Linked DNA regions of Mus musculus: region 2 is linked to region 1. The links are chromatin contacts, called in public Hi-C maps. All regions are on one chromosome and are shown on one strand. Each heading gives the region's core, a stretch centred on a gene start, on an enhancer-like site or on the middle of the called end of the contact. The rest is flanking DNA. Distances are from core to core; before and after follow the strand shown. Region 1 has its middle 150 kb from the start of Galnt13. Region 2 holds the start of Galnt13 (polypeptide N-acetylgalactosaminyltransferase 13).

Region 1 (6,810 bases), core at 2,861-5,360:
AGCAATGAACATTTCCATCCTTTAAAAGAAAACAAAAATTAAAACAGGAAAGTATAGAAATGCTTTAGTTTCCACAACAAACATAAGTAGATGGGTGGATTTGGGTAAAGCCTGTTGTATACAACAATGCACAGAATACTAGCCTAAACTCATGGACACCACCAGGCCAGCAAGGTCCATACTGGATACCAAAATAGAGCACTTCTCATGAGAAAATGGAGATAAGACTTTCCTAGTGAACATAATTCAATTACATTCATTTTTACTCACAGAAGGTTCTATACCATTTTATTTAGCAGATTTAACTTTTATAAATATTTTTTCAAAGCTAATTAGGATAGGACTTTCCTTGGCATTGTTTAAAATGGTCATTAGTAAACAGCTGAAGACAGTTACTAGGCAGTGCCATGTCTAAAGGTTCCTTAAGCAAGCAGAAAAGTTGGTGACAAAAACAAACAAACAAACAAACAAACAAACAAACTGATTGTTATCTCTCATACTCTTGAAACAGGACAGGACAGGATGAGATAGCCACACCAGCTAACCACTGAGGCCACAAGTGGTAGATAAAGTTTATCAGAACTTTCTACTATGTTTAAGACCACTGTTCTACTCCCTCAACAAAAAGTAAGTTTTTTCAATAAGGCTTTCATTTCTCCTCTCAGCTGGATATAATACTTCAAGAAGTGGCTTTTACTATTCAGACATCTCTTCCAGCACTTTTAGTTTCTTCTACTTTTTCTTTTTGGTAGTGTGTCACTGCCCCCATCTCCAGCCTTGCTCCCACGTTCTAACAGAGTTTTGGGCATTTTAATCCTCCTTATTCTTCTGTTTTTCAACTGGGAAAGTCCTGCTGGGGTCTTATCACTTCCACTCTCACTATCCTGCTTCCTTTATATGGATTTTACTGCTTCAGCTGCTGAGGGGCTTGTACCACTTCAGTAACCAGTGCTTTCTTGCCAGAATTACAATAGTCAATGCACTCCTGCTTCCAGGTGACAAGGATATTGTCTGTGGGTTTGCCATGCTTGTCCAGGAAGGCCTGCTTGATCACCATCCTCTGAGTTGTCTTTGGACCTAAACTCCACTTGTGAAGATAAGGATCTCTTTCCATAATCACCCCTTTTTAATCCTAGCTACTATACCATGATCACAGGTAGAAATCACTACTGTAGTCATCAATATAGTAGCCCTGCAGATACCTTCCCCTAAGTGGTAGTGACCACAACCTTCTGGTTGACCTCAATGCCATGAACTCATCTTGAAAAACACAAGGATGCATGATCTTGGTCCCATAGCAGATTGCATTCACTGCACTGTATTTCATAACCAAACATTTATGAGATATCAATGGCTTTTCCAATGGGTACACAATACTCCCTGAAAGTAATTCTGTTCCTGTTGGTTATCATACAGCCACTGAGTATCAAGTACATCACACATTGTCACCATGTGGTCCTTTTCACTCAGGACTCCAGAACACACTCTCCAAAGTTCCTGTATCTGACCATTGATTTCCAGTAACAAGACAAGGTATAAACATAGCATTTGAATGTAGGTGCCAGCTTTACAGAGCACCCAAAAGATTCCAAATCTTCTTTCAGGTTCATATTCCACCATTTTGATCTCATAGATAGCTGTCTCTTTATAGCAGCAGTAAGTGGGGTTATTGTAACAGGGCACCTGTCAGTCTAGGGCCTGAGAAAGCTGAGTATCCACTTCAATAGCAGGACAATTCCAACATATTCTTTGCCTGTACACTGTTGTGATTTCACCAAGTGAATGGCTTGTTCAGTGCACACAATTAAACAACCAGTCACTTTGGGATTCAGTGTGCCACTGTGGCCTGTCGTCCTCTTTACCCAAAGAATTCATCGGATCCAGGCTACTACATCATGGAAGGAGGGGTTAGAGGGCTTGTCAAGATTAAAGAAACCTGTGGCTTTCCCTCTTTAGAGGATTTGAGCCACAAGGAATAAGTGTGTAATGCATTGTCCTTACATTAACTTATCAAAATTCTTTAGTAATAAGGGCCATTGAGAAGGGTCCAATTAAGCCACTTTGAATTCTGGTTTAATAAGAAATTCTTCAGCATGTTGAATTTCAGCTACATCTTCTTGTAATGGCTTTTGGTCTTTTTTCTTCTTATGCTTATTTGGGAAAGTAAGTAGTTTGTGAGGCCAAACACTAAGATGGCTTGGCTGGTAAATGACTGTAGCATGTGTTGGCTTCCCTTTGGTTCTCCACATGGCTTATGCATGAATCATCTGGCCCTGCACTGTGAGCATCCTGCCCGATCTACTAAAAGCTAAGAGCTGCAGCCTCCTACAGTCTGAGACCTGTCAGGTCGCAACAGTCTATACTAGTCTTTATAAGTATGGCTCATTGTGCTTAACTTTATACCTTCCAACACTATCCATTTTCATGGAAACAGTTCAGTTTCGTTCTTCTTTATTGCTATGGTACTCTTTATTTTTTCCATTGACAGACACCTCCCTGAGGTATATAAGTAAGTTTTCTCTACATTTCTCTCAGAATTTGATTTTTTTTCCTTGATACATATTCTGACTGGGCTCCTATAATAGATCTCAATGTAATTTTTCTTTAAACGATGTTTAAAATTTTATCATAGATTTAATTGCCATTTTTATCACTATTTTGAAAAGTAGTATTGCTTCCGTTACTTTATGAATATATTGACTGGACTGCTGATTATTTAATAATTTAATAATTTATTTAATAATTTAGGTTCTTTATTTATTCTAGATGTTACTATTCTATCAGATCAATCACTGGCAAATATTTTCTCCCATCTCATAGATTGACCCTTTACTCTGTTACTCTATTTTTGGAAATGAGGAAGCTTTTAATTTTTTTATTACTTCTATTTTTTTACAACCCAGTCATTATCCTCCTCCCAGTCCACCCTCCAACAGTTCCTCATCCTATTCCTCCTCCTGTCTCCAAGAGGATGTCCCCTGGCCCCTACTTTGATCCCCTGCCAGGTCTTCCTAAGCCCTGGGGCCTCAAGTCTCTCCAGCATTAGGCACATCTTCTCCCATTGAGGCCAGACCAGGTAGTTCTCTGCTGTATATGTGTCAGAGATATGTATGCTCCCTGGTTAGAGGCCAAATGTCTGAGAGATCTCAGGGGTCCTGAATAGTTGAGAATGCTGGTCTTCCTATGGGGTCACCTTCCTCTTCAGCTTCTTCCAAGACTTCCCTAATTCAACCACAGGGGTCTGGCCTGTGTCTCAGTAAGCTGCTTGTTGGGCCTCTCAGAGGGCAGCCATGCTAGGCTCCTGTCTGTAAGCACCCAATAATGTCAGTAATAGTGTCAGACCTTGAAGCCTTCTCTTGGGATGGATCCCAATTTGGGCCAGTCACTGAACCTCTTTTCCCTCAGTCTCTTCTCCATTTTTTCCCTGCAGTACTTTTAGACAGGAACAATTCTGGGTCAGAGTTTTTAACTGTGGGATGGCAACCCTTTCGCTCCACTTGGTGCCCTGTCTACTGATGGTAGACTCTACGAATCCCCTCTCCTCACTGTTGGGCACTTCATCTAAGGTCCCTCCTTTTGATTCCAGAGCGTTTCTTAACTCCAAGCAACCTCAATAGTTAATTTCTTGTGGTAAATTTTAATTGCTTTATTTTACTTAAAATGCAAACAGATTTCCTTGACATTTTCCTATATTATTTTGCCTTAATCCTCCCCTAACCAATGCCCTTTCCCATTCCCCTGCCTATCCATCCTCATTCATAGACTTAATGGGTAGTCAGTCTCTTTCTCAGGCCATTCTTGTTGTTGCTAAATGGACCTAAGAACAAAATGGTCATGCTGGCATATTTAGAGACTCTATCTTTACAAAATGGACTTTCTTTCACCAAGCCTGACCTGATACAACTTCTGCTTAGAGAAGGGACTGCCCAGAAATGACAACCCCACTCAGTTGCCAAAATAGAACTATCTTCTGTGGTAACCAGTCAACAGCCTAGCTGTAGGTTGTATGCACTCAGCCATTTATATTGTAAAAACAGCATTGTGATGCCCTTACTGGAATGGATACTTACTCTGCTTTCAGGCTTGACTTTCTTCCATGGAATGTTTCTGTCGAAATAACCAACCACAGGCTTTCAAAATTCTTTAGTCACCATCACAGAGCTGCATACAGCACTATTTCAAACCAAGGAATTTACTTCACAGCCAAAGAAGTGCATCAGTGAAGCCATGATCATAAAATTAACTGATTTTAGTACATTTCCCACTACTCTGAGCTTGCTTGAGAAAACAGTGGGGTGGCTTATTAATGACACAGATACAGACCAAATAGGTGGCACTATTCCCTAGGGGTATGGAGGCCTGAAGAAGAGTTTTCCTCAGAATGCTGTACATGGGTTCTGTTTCATCTATGCAGGGCTCAAAGTCCCAGAGTTTAAAGTATAGATATGGGCATGATTTCACTTACTATTAGCCCTAGATGTCCAACATAAAATGTTTTGCTTCTTATCTTTCTGACCACATGTTTTCCTGGCCCATATGATGTGAATCCAGAAAAAAAAAGTCTTTTGGTTAAGGTACAGAACAATCTATTGTCCTGGAAGCTAAGACTCCCCTCTGGCAACTTCTGGCTTCTGATGTCATTAAGTCAATATGTTATAAAGGAATAACAGTGTTAAGAGGGGTAATTGATCTAGACTCTTAGAAGGAAATTGGACTGCTTCTCTACATGGAAAAGCAATAGAGAAGATTATATCTGGAATGCAGGAGCCACTTTAGAACATCTCTTGATATTTTCATACCTTTGTGATTGATAAAAGGGAAAAGGAAACAACTCTTAACTGAGGCAGAATAACAAAGAGCACAGACATTTCAGGAATGAAAGTATAGCTCACCCTTCTAGTAAAAGAACCAATACCTGCTAAAGTGGTTGGTAAAGGTGGAGGAAATACAAAATGGAAAGTATAGAAATGTATTCATAAGTGCCAGCTAAGAATACAATGCCACTTGTAGAAATAATTATTTATTTGAAAAAAGTATTTCTGTCCTATTTTTTTATTAACATGATTCTCCATACATATACAAGTATTAAACTAAAATCTGAGCTTTCCTATATTGACTGAGATGATATCACTGGTAAAACATAAATTGGTGTTATCCTAATTAACTTATGAGATAATAGAAGGCTAAATATTCCTCAAGGGAATGAGCTATGTACTATAAAATATAAGTGCTGTTTGTGATTGTATGTGAGATAGCTATGTTATGTTAAACAGACTTATGCACATTTTCTTCTTCTCATTTGGAAGTTAAGCATGATATAAGGTGATGTGTCTAAGTGCCAGCTTGATAAGTCATGGGCTTGTGATGGTTCATTGTTGCTGTTGACTTGACAGCATGTGCAATAACATAAGTCAAAAGTCTTTGCAAACTCTGGTGAAGAATTTGCTTGATCAGATTATTTGAATGAGAAAAAGAACCACCACGAATTGGGCTGCACCCTCTGGTGGCAGCTCAGATAAGATGGGGGGGGGGGGGGGCGGAACCTTTGTTTTAGTAGGACAAACCATGCTTGTTAGCTGTAGCTAAAAAATCAGCTGTAACAAATACAAACAAGTTTTATTGATGTGAAATCTTCTGGGAAGTATTTCCTCAGGGTCAGTGCACAGGAACTATAGCATGGAGGAGCCCAAGGCTGAATATGTAACTGATAGCTGAGCTAAGCACATTATATTGATTTTGAAGGCATGAAGAGTTCACAAAGAAGAGCTAAAGATAGGCACTGGCAGGAGATAGGAGACGCTAGTGGTGACGGTGCAGCTCAGTTGCAATGGAGAACCCAGGTCTGAAGGGGTTATGAATACAAACTGTGGTATGAAACACAAGAAAGCAGGAAAGGCCATTGAAAATGCCATTGCAGGGGAGACACCAGGATATTAGATTTGCCAAGTCTGTGAGACATCCTTCAAGAAAATAAGCAGAAATGAAATGAATGTGGCCTGACCATATAAAACAAGCTGTGTGTGGTGCCCGTGGTAGAGCCACAAGAGTAGAACTCTCAATGACTTCTAGAGTCGAGAATTTTGTCAGTTGTCAGGCTCTAAGCTCCAAAGTTTTGGAGCTACAATGCTGAACTTGAAATTTGGTTTAACTTAAATGTGGTTGTTTTATGCTGTTGCTCTTCTCTCTTAGAATAAGAAATTGGTAAACTTGTTTTTATTTTTCTGTTTTACAAAAGCATTTGGTTAAAAGACCTTAAAATTTATACTTTATTTTATTTTGTGATTTTTTTTCATGTTAAATTTGTATTTTTATCTTTTCAAGTCCCTCTCTATGTCTTGTGCACAGCTACTCTTTTTTATAACATTTTCCAATTTTTATTAGGTTTTTTCTTCATTTCAAATGCTATCCCGAAAGTCCCCTATTCCCTCCCCCCACTCTGCTCCCCTACCCACCCACTCCCAATTCTTGGCCCTGGTGTTCCCCTGTACTGGGGCATATAAAGTTTGCAATACCAAGGGGCCTCTCTTCCCAATGATGGCCAACTAGACCATCTTCTGCTACATATGCAGCTAGAGACACAAGCTCTGGGGGTACTGGTTAGTTCATATTGTTTTCCACCTATATGATTGCAGATCCCTTTAGCTCCTTGGGTACTTTCTCTAGCTCCTCCATTGGGGGCCCTGTGTTCCATCCAATAGCTGACTGTGAGTATCTACTTCTGTGTTTGCCAGGCACCGGCATAGCCTCACAAGAGACAGCTATATCAGGGTCCTTTCAGCAAAATCTTGCTGGAATATGCAATGGTGTCTA
Region 2 (6,810 bases), core at 1,126-3,625, 150 kb before region 1:
TTTTTTTTTTTTTTTTTTCCTGTAAGCCTGGTCTGATACAAAGTGCCCCTTATTCACATGTACCTTACATCCTGAAATAGGATGGGCAACAAAGAAAATAATTTAAAGCCTTTGTTTAATCATGCAAGAGCAGCCATCCAAATTCTCAATGGAGTTGAAGGTAATCAAGGGAATAAAAAAAGGAGTTGAGAAATCCTGGTTTGTGACGAACGTGGAAAAAAAATGCACCTTTCTTAAACCTTCAAAACCTGCCTTGGGCAATGGACATTCTCCAGATCCATCTATCTCTGAAGTCAAAGGGAGAGGGTTTCAATATTACCAATCTAATTCTGCAGCAGAGGAAGACTGCAGATCAAGAAAGAATAGATTAGGAGTGCAGTCGCAAAAGTCAATGAGGAAAAGGAAAGAATGTGTATGACAAAGGAAGCGAGACCCTTGGAGGAGAGAAGCCCAAAAGTGAAGACCAGTAGTGTGAGCTTACTTTTCAAAATTCTCAGACCAGCAGGTTTCTTTAACACTAGAGGGCATGAACAACAACAACAACATAAGCAGTGTGTGCGTGTGTGTGCGTGTGTGTGTGTGTGCGTGCGTGAGAGAGAGAGAGAGAGAGAGAGAGAGAGAGAGAGAGGCTGATTAATTTTGAGCAACAAATTTTGCCAAAAGCTGGGGACCCCCCCCCCAAGGCCACAAAAAATGCCATAGGGGTGGTCAAGTACCCTTAATCCTGCAAATAAACCTGTAAGCTACTCTGGTGAGAGAGGCTGGTGTATCTCCAGGGGACACTGCTCTCCTAAAGGCTGAGTGTGAAATGGTTGAGGCAGAGCTCCTTTCTCATTAGCAATGCATTTACCTCATGCAAGCATCCACCTTTTGACATTTGCCTGGCCTTAATCCCTAAGATTCTATTTGCCCATCCATGGAATAGTCTCCCCTAGCTATCTGGAAAGCTGCAAATGAAGACTCTCCACCTGGAAATTCAGCTAACCACAGTCCAAGGCACAGGGCAGGTGAGGGGCTCTCACTCTCTCACACTGCTTTTGCTGGTCAGTCCAGAAGCCTCCGCGGACTGGGTTCCCATGGCGCCGTGCCCTTGGACCTTGGGTGGGAAGGCTGGAGCGACACCCTCCGTTCCAGCCCCTGAACCTCTCATTCAGCTCCAAGGCAGCCCAGATGCAGGAAAGCTGCTTCGCTCCCGCCTGCCCAAAGGCGCAAAATAAGGAGGTCTGTGCATCTGGGAGTTCCCAGAACAAGAGCATCTATGGATTAGCAAACTGGGAGCAGGGGAAGAGACAGGCAACGAGGGGCTTAAACACAGAAAGAGAGAAACACTGCACGAGAGACAAACGAAAGAAACAGTACATCAGCGATTCTATGACAGCTCAAGAAAGACCGGAGCAAATAGAATGAAAGAGAAACAGACGCAAGGATGGTGCATATGCACTGGAACCAAAAGCCTGAAAGAAAATCAGACCTACAAACTGAGTCAGTGACAGAGGCATACAAGAGGAGAATGTGACTCTGGGCGGCTGGGGCACTAACAGAAAGAGCAAGCTGTCGAGGAAAATATCCAAGAACCAGAGCATGCCCGGTGTCAAGAGTAGTAGCACCCGCAGCATCAGCATCGCACACAGGGGTGCCCGCTGCTGATACAGAAAGTTGCCTAGGAAGGGACGCTAAGGCACTTAAGGCACCGGAGAGCGCCCCCAGGGCGTGGATAGGGACCTGCGCATCCCAGCTCAGAGGGTAGCGGGAAAAGCCTAGAGGAGGGCGGGCGGGCGGGCGGGCGGCTGCAGAAAGTTCTGCGCCTCTCCATCCTTCCGCCGCGCCTGCAGCCTCGGGCTGCCGAGCTCCCGGGTCCCCAGAGACAGACTCTCCAGATCCACCGGCACCCGTGCCCCTACCCTGCTGGGCTTCTGCGCCCTGCCACTCACCGGCGGGACTTTGCGGCGCCCAGCCGGACTCTCCTGCGGTCCGAAAGGGGTCCGTCCCAAACCGTCACCAAGAAGAGAAGAGAGAGAAGAAAGACTGAGACCTGCTACGGTGGCTGTCGATCCCGCGGAGAGAGCTCGGCGGTCCGCGCACGGGATGCTGCCTGGATCCAGCCCGACCAGTGGCCGGCTGCGCCGAGAGCCGCGCTCACCTGGAGCCGCCGCCGCGCGCAGCCCCGGCTCCCGCCCGCGCCTCTCTTCACACTTCTCGGCGAGCAGAGCGAGGCGGCCCGGGCCTCGGCCAGCCCCGGAGATGCTCCCTCATAGCGCGGCAAGCGGCCGCGAGGCTCCGAGAGCGCTGCCAGGAGGCGCCCAGGCCAAGGAGGCGCAGGAGACACGGAGCGGGGCTCCTAGCACATTGTCACCTCGGCAGAGCCGCCACCGCCTGGTCACTTGGCCCCCGCCCCCTCTGCCGGGCCCTCCCCCTCCCGCAGCCCCAGCCCGGAGGCCTGTCACTGGGCTAGGATCATTTACGTAACCAGCACCCCGGTCCTCCTCCCGCCCGGCTCCCGCTCCTCCCCGGGCTGGGGCGCTGCGCACCCGAGCGCGCTCCAGCTGCTCCCGGAGCCGCGGCTCCTGCGAGGCGCACAAGTCCCGCGATACTTGGCAGGCACGGCCCCCAAAAGCAACTGTGGGGTCGCCTCCTAGCCCGGAGAGTGTGTGGACATCGCCGCCAGCCCTGACCCCCACCCCCACTGCCCCGGCACAAAGCCCAGTTGCGATACCCAGTGCTCGCCCCTGCGCTAGCGAGTATCGGAGAAGAGAACCAAGGACCTGGGGACTGCCCTCGGGGAAAGTTCCAGAAACCGCACCCTGCCGGTCAGTTCTTTGGTAGAGAGATGCAGCCAGTGACTTGGGGCTTAGGCTCTGAAGCAGAAGAGATAGACAGACTTTGGTGTCTTCTCCTTTAAGGTTTAGATTCCCTAACAAGATCCTGGGACTCAATGCCTCCCGCCCCCCCCCCCCCGAGACCTGTAATTGAACCCTATCTCAGAGAGAGCGCTCTGGTGTAATCTTCGGGGTGGGGGTAAGGAAAAAAAGGGGGGCTTTGAATCTCTCCTTCAAAGGTGTACATAGCCAAATTAATGTGTAAGTATAAGGTAACAGAAGATCTGCCGTTCTAAACACGGTTACAATATATGTAGCATTTTAGAAGAGTGTCTCGCACAAGGCACAGCTCCAATATTCAGGCAGTGGGATCTGGAAGACTCCGTGGGAATATACCCCTCCCTCACTGCGGCGTGGGGTAATTCAGGAAACCTGGGGGTGCTGAGGTCAAGAATCTGCTTAGTTGCTCATTCGCCCATTTGGTCCTTGATTTTGTTCATTTTTTTACATCTTATTTGTAAAAAGACAAGTTCTTCTTACAGTACTCTTATGAGGCGTGACTTATTTGGCGCAATAGGGGACAATATGACAGCTACTTCAAAAATATTAAGAGCTATATTGTGCAAACATATGAAACTATTAATTATAATGTAATGTGTCAATGATGTTCTTGATTATACTCGGGAGTAGCAATTTCTAGAGATTTAGCTTTGCATCTTTTTATGAATTAATTATCGATCTAAATTAGTATAATCACATTAAATGTTCCTTCCACACTGTCATATCCTGCTACTATAAATATAGAGCATCAACTTGCAATTCCAGCTGTTAGAGAAGCTGGGGTAATAGTATGACTTGAACCCAGCTGTCGATGACCAAGGCAATATAGCGATACCTGTATCAAAATAAAAATTAGCAATAATTATGAACCATTTAACCGGGGTTAACATTTAATATATGTGATAGGATACAAGGTCACACTGATAACACCAGGGAGTTTCAAGAATTTGTCTTTATTATTCTCACTTGTGACTTCCAATGCTGACATCAGGCCGTTTACCTCCGTGACACATTGAGAAATGCCATGGACCAACAAATGAAAGATGACTGTTCAAATGCGGGCACAATAACTTACCACTCATGTGTGTCCTTGAGAGACATATAGCCCCCCACCTTTACATTTGTCATTGCTATAAAAAGAAGCAATACTGTTTCACAACCTCTGTAATAATACTTAACTTGGGCAAGATTCATAAATCTTGTTGGCAAAAGTTATGTATGTAACTGGTATTTATGGAGTCCCGATGTGCCTTCTAGAAATTATTAGCTTTTGCTGCAGAACACATCATCTGAAGTCTTAATGGCCTAAAACAATAAACATCTGCAATATCCCCAAGTTCTCAGGCTTGTCAAGGAAGGCTTCTTCCAGGCATGCCTCTGTTTGAGCAGCCTATGTCTTGATGGAAGAAACTGCAAAGCAATATTGCAAAGGATGAGGAGAATCATTTAAGTCTATTTTTGTCACCTAACGCGGGTTCTTAATTAGCAGGGGATAAAAATTACTCGTAGTGGATGAATCTGAACATAACATTTCACCAAGTAATCAAAGTTAGAATCGACAAGTGATAGCCAAAGGTCATAACTCAAGGCAGGAAATTGCCTTATTAGCATAACTTATTTAATGTTCCAAGCCTGAAAGGCCTAGCTGAATACACTCATGAGTAAGCAAAGACAAACTCAAAAGTTTTGCAAGTTGAGATCATGATAAAAGCCACTTTAAAGTTAAAGAAAAAGTCAATACTAAAGAATAATAAAATAGAACACTGTCAAGTTCATTGAAAAGAGCTATTATATCTGAATAATAGTCTGGTAAAAATATCTATCTGGGACAAGTAGCAAATAATGAACAAATATCAGTTATATCTTAAATGTTTTATTTGTTATAATTTACAATTAATCATTATTAATTTTAATATGGGATAGTTTACTATTTTATAGCTGAGAAAGCACTTGCTCTTAAGAAATGAATAATAAGGGGCTGGAGAGATGGCTCAGCGATTGAAAGAATACACTGCTCTTCCAGAGCACCTGAGGTCAATTCCTAGCACTCACAACCTTCTATCTGTAACTGCAGCTCCAGAGTATGTAAAGTCTCTGGCTTTCTAGGCCACCTCCAAATATGCACACACAGACACACCCATACACACAATTACAAGTAACTTTTAAAACTATTTTTAAATTGATTTATAATGAAATATTTGGAAGCAGAAAATGGCATTCATTTTATAATACTTTTGCAGATGATCCATAAATATCTATACGATGAATGATGACACAAACTGAGAACATGTCACTGTTGGTAAACCTGCATAAAGAATTCAAATGCTTTGTAGCAATTTGTAAAACTCCTTTAAGGTCAGTTAACTAAAAGTAGAGGGCAAAACAGTTGCTTATCTCACAAGCAAATTGAACATCAAAGTTTAAATAATGTTTGAAAGTCATAAAAGACTCATAGAGTGCTTTTTAAAATATAAATATAGAAACGTATCTTAAATGAAAGAGGAGCTATCACAGAAGTAAATAATGGGACTGATCAGTGTTATAAAATTAATTAGCTATAAGCCATGGTGACTGTGGTGATTTGAATAAATATGGCTCCCATAGACGTGTGCTTGAATATTTGGCCCACGGGGATTGGCACTATTAGGAGGTGTGGCCTTGTTGGAGGAAGTGTGTCACTGTGGGGGGTGGGTTTTGAAGTTTCCTATGTTCAAGCTATACTCAATGTGGCACACACTCTCCTTCTGCTGACTTTGGATGAAAATGGAGAACTCTCAGCTCCTTCTCCAGCCACATGTCAGCCTGCATGCTGCCATGCGTCCCATCATGATGATAATGAACTAAACACCCAAAATTGTAAACCAGCCCCCAATTAAATGTTTTCCTATTGAGGAGTTGCTGTGGTCATGGTGTCTTTTCACAGCAATGAAACCCTAACTAAGACAGTGACTAAGTTGGGAAATAGACCCAAGCCAATAATGTGGGTTTCACGTCTATAGTAACACATTTTGGGACTACCCAAAGCTTATTAAAATGGAAAGTAAAGGGTAAGTTAACTGTGTTGCTGAAGTTAAGTTTCGAGATATTGGGAAATAATTAGGAATAAAGGAGATGGGGAAAAGTTTGTAACACTTTAACAATGTAAGATTATATGACTATGAGAACAGAAATGTCATTATCAAGAGAAACACAAAGCTTTCCATTGTAAAACAGACATCTAATGATTTTTAATTATAAAATTGCAGTGATGTTTCAATACTTCTAATGAATAATATAAATTATCTAAAATGATCTTATATTACTTAGGTTTTTCTTTAATTGCTGTGATAAAACACAATGTCCGAGGTGACTTACGGAGGAAAGGTATATTGATGGCTTACTGTTCTGGAGGGCTACTGTCTATCCCCATCACAATATGGAAATGAGGCAATAGGCAGGCATGGCAACTGGAACTGGAAGCTGATGGCTGAGGGCTTATATCTCCACATGACACAGATAGCAGAGAGAGCACACTGGAAATGGTGCATGGCTTTTGAAAACTTCAACGCCTGATGACGTTATTCCTCCATCAAGTCCACACATCTTAAGCCTATCAAAAACAGTGTCACCAATGGAGACCACCTATTTAGATGCCTAAGACTATGAGGAAATATCTCATTCAAAGCACCACAGCTCTATATGGACTTTTATTATCTGGGGCATTTTAATACTTACTTACTTACTTACTTACTTACTTACTCACCTACTAGCAGTACATAATACATAATTCTTACTGTTGTGGTTTGAATAAGACAGGTTCACATTTGCTCACAATTTTCACTGTGTGGTTCCCAATTGGTGGAAATGTTTGAGCAAGACTAGGACATGTAGCCTTGTCGGAAGAGGTGTCACTGGAATATAGGCTTTGAATTTTCAAAAGCCAATATCTTTCTCA

Evidence for each region. Hi-C and Micro-C count contacts between places; a contact is called where the count stands out from the background.
Region 2: a Hi-C map of adipose-derived mesenchymal stem cells shows a contact between it and region 1, with 2.4 times the contacts expected there. The contact joins the promoter of Galnt13 here to the enhancer-like site in region 1. A contact is called at or near these places in 2 of 484 Hi-C or Micro-C datasets (adipose-derived mesenchymal stem cells and embryonic fibroblasts) and 2 of 9 other capture datasets (adipose tissue and pancreatic islet).

What each region holds. Positions count from the first base shown.
Region 1 is chr2:54,279,476-54,286,285 of GRCm38.p6, reverse strand. It overlaps the pseudogene Gm14035. Among named protein-coding and RNA genes, the nearest start is that of Galnt13, 150 kb to the left of the region's middle. Within about 2 kb of position 4,110, at least 20 of the 459 cell types and tissues checked have an H3K27ac peak or open chromatin away from gene starts, as enhancers often do. A contact at or near this core is called in adipose-derived mesenchymal stem cells and embryonic fibroblasts, where this site is marked.
Region 2 is chr2:54,431,952-54,438,761 of GRCm38.p6, reverse strand. Galnt13 (polypeptide N-acetylgalactosaminyltransferase 13) reads right to left here and starts at 2,375. Exons shown (of 13, transcript NM_173030.2): 1 at 2,033-2,375.